2 separate regions of the Cricetulus griseus genome follow, and region 2 is linked to region 1. A link is a contact called in public Hi-C data. All regions are on one chromosome and are shown on one strand. The core of a region is the stretch at or near the end of the contact, and the rest is flanking DNA. Distances in the headings are between cores, read along the strand shown. Region 1 has its middle 110 kb from the start of Tspan18. Region 2 holds the start of Tspan18 (tetraspanin-18).

Region 1 (2,700 bases), core at 111-2,610:
ATCGGGTACTTCCCTGGCAGTGAGTGGGAAACCAAGAGGCGACGTTGCAATGGAGAATCCAACACTTCAGCCCTGCAGTCACACCCAAGGGTGGTGGTGACATCGAGAAAGCTCCTCAGGAATAAATGCCCCAGTCTGGCTTGCCACCCTCGCCCTTCTCCAGTAAGCTTCTAAATTCAAAAACCGAGCGAGCATGGGGAGGAGGCTAGGAGTGCAGGGACCATCGGGAAAGCGAGACTCCAGAGACCAAGCGCTAGGACCGGGTGAGAGAGCAGCAGTGTGGAGGCAAGGGCCAGGTTAGCCCATAGACGCGTCAGTACCGCGGCGGCAGTAGTGGCGACAGGAGACTGAGGGGCGGAGGCTAGGGCGGAGGGAGTGGGAGGGCGGGCCGGAGGGTGGCGGGAGGTGTGGCCGGCGGCAGTGGCGGGCGAGCGGCTGCAGCTGCCGCTGGCGTCTCAGGGGTTGCAGGCTGCAGGCGGACGCAGCGCTGAGCTATTCCAAAGCCCAGCCGCGCCAGGCCTCCCGGTCCCGGCCCCCAGCGGGCGTCGCCGCTCCTCGTTGCTTTGACGCCTAGTCCAGCGCCGCCGTGCAGAATTGCCGGCGCCCCGCAAGTTAAGAGCGCGCACTGCGCCCGGGGAAACTTTCCCCCGCGGCCGGGCCTCTGCCAGGTAGGACTCGACTACTGCGCCCCTCTGTGCGTACTGGCGCAGGGACACTGCGCGCTCCAGGAGAGATCTCGGACCATTGTGGGTCCCAGGACGCTCAGGGAAGCGACAACCAAGTTCTGCGGAGATTCCCCTCGGGGGCGGGGACAGTGCCTCCTCGTGTGACCCCGAGCACGCCCCGGGTCGCGGACTTTGCCCGGATCAGGTGTAGCCATTCTGCACCCGTAGATCCTGGGGTCTTAGGCGACAACAAGGCGGCAGGTGAGACTCTCGGGTCCCGAGTGTCGGCCGGGGATGTACCAGGAGGTAAGGGGTGCGTCCAGGTGACCCAGAGCTCGGACAGGTCTCCACCGGAGCCCTGGAACCAGGCTTGGGCGCGGCGGATTGCCGGCCGTTCTGGGGCACCGAGCGCGTCGCCTTAGTGGGACCCTGGTGGCTGGCCAGGAGAGCGCGCCTGGATTTGCTTCCGCACCCGGGCTATCGTTCCCTGCGCGGGAAGGTGTGCGGCTCCATGGATGCAGAGATCTAGGAGGCTGCCGGGCGGGTCCTGCGGCCGGATGTGGGGTGTGGTGGCCGCGGGTTCCCAGCGTGGCTGGCCGCGGTGGGCGCGCGCGGGATCAGGGTCCTGCTTGCGCTAGGAGAGTTGCCTCGCCAGGGGGAGCACTTCCTTGGCCCGATCGGCTTCCCAGACTAGTCCAGGATCTTCACAGACCGCAGCTCCGCAGATGTTACCATTGCAAAGCTGCCCGGGTCTGTCTGGAGGAGCGCCCCACCTTGCCCCAGCGAATCGGGCGGAGGGTCCCACTATGAGACTGGGGTGCCTCAGCGATGACTAGATGAATCAATGTCATGAGATGATTTTTCATGGGCTGATGGCAAGGATGAGTGAACAATTTACACCCAGAAAAACAAAAACAAAAGAAACTTTATGTGGACAGAGAACTGGCATGGAAACAATGGGATACAACTGGTTGGGATTTACTTGAAGTTACTGAAACCCAACCCTTCTTGTAAAAGTGGCTCCCTTTGTCCTGGTCCTGGTAGATCTCTGGGCATGGTGGAAAGGTCATCCTTTTTCTGTGCACAGGTACATTGATTGGGTGGGTGGTAGGGTTCTTTAGAAATTTCTATAGTTCCATCAAAAGTGTCACACTCCCCAGCCATCACGGAGAGCACCATCTCCTGGGTCCCACACACAGCTATCTGATCATGTCTCAAGTACTGGTGAAAACTCGCCTTCCTTCCCGTACTCTTAGGTTCCTGTATTGTGCCTATGGGAAGGGACATGCTGACTTCCGGAGTCTGTGGAAAGTGTTATCTTTGTTGTGTGAAGGGCTGTTCATATCAAGGGAACTCTGGGGGGACTGGTGCCTTCTCTCTCTCTCTCTCTCTCTCTCTCTCTCTCTCTCTCTCTCCTCTCTGCACCCCAAGAGAGTACAGATGAGCTCACTAGAGACAGTGGCTTCAGAGTGACTGGAAGTTTTCATATGTCCTTGCTAGGAATTTGTGCTCACCATTCCAGCTGCCCCACACACCCCTGCAAAGGTGATGGGAATGGGGTTGTCCCCAAATCCCCAAGATACAGATGGGGCCCTGCCTTCAGCATGGGTAGAAGCTACGTGTGTTTATTGGATACAGCTAGTGCCAGACAAAGTTTCTGTAAGAAGGATCAGACTCCAGCCTGGGTTCTGTGTGGAAAGGCAGAGCTGAGTAGGCAAAGGGTGGGGAAGCCCTTGTCTCTGGGATTTGTCCTTAAGGTATTCCAGGAGCCAGAAAACAAAAGTGTTTGGTGTGTGTGTGTGTGTGTGTGTGTGTGTGTGTGTGTGTGTGTGTGTGTGTTTGAAGCCTGGTAGGACAGCCTCACCCTTGGAACCTAGGTATTAGCCTGCCCCCCCCCCACTCTAAGGCATGCCTATTCTGTGCTGTCTCTCTTCTCTGCTCTTTACTCACCTCAACCCCAACACTGAAGAGCACACAGGCTCTCCACTCTCTAGGGATGCTCATGTCTCTACTCCTGTTTCATGGACTCCAGGTG
Region 2 (2,700 bases), core at 195-2,694, 110 kb after region 1:
GTACCCAATATCTTGTAACAGTAAACTTGGCAAGCTGAGCTGGTGAAAGACACCTGAGACCCTCTGACTAGGAGACTTTGTTCTGCTGACCTGTGGAGAGCTGCCCAGGTGACACATCTGCCCCCTGACATTGACCTCCACTCTGATTCTGTCCAATCCGTGTATCCTTTACGGCACCCCTCCTTGATCACTCTGTCATCTGTCCCCTTCAGTCTCTCCCTTGCATATGGGTCTCTGTTTCTGAGTTGCAGACTCTGCCATTTTGTCTTTTTGTTTTCTCTTTTCTACCATGCATTCATTCACTCATTGGTGAAGCTGTGTTAACTGATGTCACCGCACCGGTCTGTCCTAGACACTGTAAGTGTCTCAGTGAACACACTGGCCATGGCTTTTGGGGCAGTATGTCTCCCTGAGGCCCATGTGCACTTCTGAATAACCACCCAGCACCTACAGCAGGTGGTGCCCGCAGGGTGCCGGGCTGCTCCAGGCAGGGCCCATCACTGGCTGGCTACATGTCATTGGCCACATTAATGGTTGTCAACTCTTCAGGAAGAATGATGACTATCAGTGATATGCTAGTGGCGTAAGGGATCCCAGGCCAATCCTAAGTTAGCACTTAGTTGTGTCACACATAAGTACCTCTCAAAGCCCCGAGCTTTTAGTCTACTTGAAGCAGTAAGTGCATGACATGCAGCTGTAAGCATAGGACCCTCAGATGCTTGGGTCAGTAGGTCTCTAACTGGGTTTCCTGACACCAGGCAAACCCTGGTTATTTTCAGTATTCTCCACCTCCAACACTCACCCCCACCCCCAAAGCCCAGGACTCAGCCCTCCATCTCCAGCAAGCTTAGGGGCCAGTGTCTTGGATTGGGAGCAGACAAGTCCTCTTGGGAGGAAACCCTGTTTTCAGATTGCTCAGGGGAATGATGGATGTTTGATAAAGGCAGGCCATTACATAAACTCCTTCAATCCTAGCCCTGAAACATGGAAACGGAGCCAGCATCAAGGGCCAACCTGACCTGGTGTGAGCCCAACTCTTCCACTGGGGGGTGTAGGACAGGGGGAGTGCAGTGGAGAGCAGGCTGGGAGTTACCTCCTCATGCCCTTCTACAAGGAGGAGACAGGAGCAACAGCCTGGACCTGTTGCCCAGAGGCCCCTCACCCAAGCATGCCTCCCAGTGAAAACCCCTATCCTTTTAACTGTCCCAGTTTCCCAACCTGGGTCTCTGTGTCAAGGTCCCTGGTGTTCAGGGAGTGTCTGGGCAAAAGGGAGGAGATAACAGGATGGATACTTCAGCTAGGTATGAAGCCAGGAACCCTGCAAGGTTTCAGCTTTTTAATCCTGAGATTCCCAGCTGGGTGGGATCGAGTTGGGCTCCAGCCGGAGGAATCTCAGTGTCTCCAGGTGAAGAATTGATTGGCCTTGTTTTCTAGGTGGAGCACCATGGAGGGCGACTGTCTGAGCTGCATGAAGTATCTGATGTTTGTTTTCAATTTCTTCGTATTTGTAAGTGCCCCTGGGTCTCCCCTGGGTGTCCCCTGGGTCTGTGGCCTCTGCTAGTGACAGGCCTAGCCTCCTCCCTAAAATGGCCCCGGGAAGTTGAGTACCTAGAGGTAGCCGAGCCTGGCCAGTCAGCTTCCTGGGAGGCCTGGCATTGACTGTCTCTACCCCCTTCACGGTAGACATTTCAGCCAGGCCCTGAGATGGAAGAGCTGCTGGCAAAGGATGAGCTAAAGGGACTAGGGAGATGGCTCATTTACATCCCAAGTTCCATCCCTAGAACCCACATAAAAAGTCAAATGTGATGGCACATGCTCATAACTCCAGCTCTGGAAGACATTCCGAGGCTTTGCCTAACCTAACACTGACTCAAAAACAGTGTGGATGGCTCCTGGGGAACAGAGCCTGGGATTGACTTTTGGCCTCCACATGCATGTGCGCCTGCCTGCTTACCACCACCCCCAACACGATCAAGCAGTGACCTCAGAGCTGTTCACGCCAGCCTTGTAGCCACCTGTGTAATTGGGAGCTTCTAGGAGGAGCCTGCCTTGACACCCCAACTCCGAAGCTGAAGCACATCTCATCACTCCGAACCTCAACGTCTTCATCTCTCTTGTTTTGTCTGTTTTATTTTGGTTTTCAAGACAGGATTTCTCTGTGTAGCCCTGGCTGTCCTGGACCAGGCTGGTCTTGAACTCAAAAGGTCTGCCTGCCTCTGCCTCCTTAGTGCATGTGCCACCACCACCTGGCTAACATCTTCATCTCTTAATGACTCACCAAAACAGGCTTTTTGAAAATTTAGCAAGATAGATAACAAGGTGACTAGAACGTGGCCAGTACAGAACAAGCTTGTCCATCTCCCTCCAAACCACGGGCTGTGTATGAAGGGACAGAAGTGCTGGCATCAGGAAGCCTCTTCCATGCTATCAGCCCACCCTACTTAGGCTCGAGGCCCCTTCCAGTAACAGAGCCCCCACTCCCCACTTCTTGGGCCTCCATAGTCTTGTCTGACAAATCCTGGCCCTCTAGCTCAGGCACCACCACTGGCCCCTCGGGACATCCTGGAGGAATAAAGTCCCTTTGCTGGCAGTGGCAGGCTGTCTGCGTTTCTGCCTGTCCATTTTCACGGCTTCTTATGTTTTCCTGGAACCCACTTCCTGGACCTTGGAGCTAGGCAGCCTACAGACAAAGTGGCATTT

The links. A called contact is a pair of places that touch in the nucleus more often than the background predicts.
Region 2: a Hi-C map of liver shows a contact between it and region 1, with 3 times the contacts expected there. The contact joins the promoter of Tspan18 here to the enhancer-like site in region 1. A contact is called at or near these places in 2 of 8 Hi-C or Micro-C datasets (fibroblasts and liver).

Annotation. Positions count from the first base shown.
Region 1 is chr6:83,403,856-83,406,555 of CriGri-PICRH-1.0, forward strand. No RefSeq gene overlaps it. Among named protein-coding and RNA genes, the nearest start is that of Tspan18, 110 kb to the right of the region's middle. Within about 2 kb of position 1,361, at least 1 of the 6 cell types and tissues checked has open chromatin away from gene starts, as enhancers often do.
Region 2 is chr6:83,516,630-83,519,329 of CriGri-PICRH-1.0, forward strand. Tspan18 (tetraspanin-18) reads left to right here and starts at 1,445. Exons shown (of 7, transcript XM_035446132.1): 1 at 1,445-1,507. The coding sequence starts at 1,445.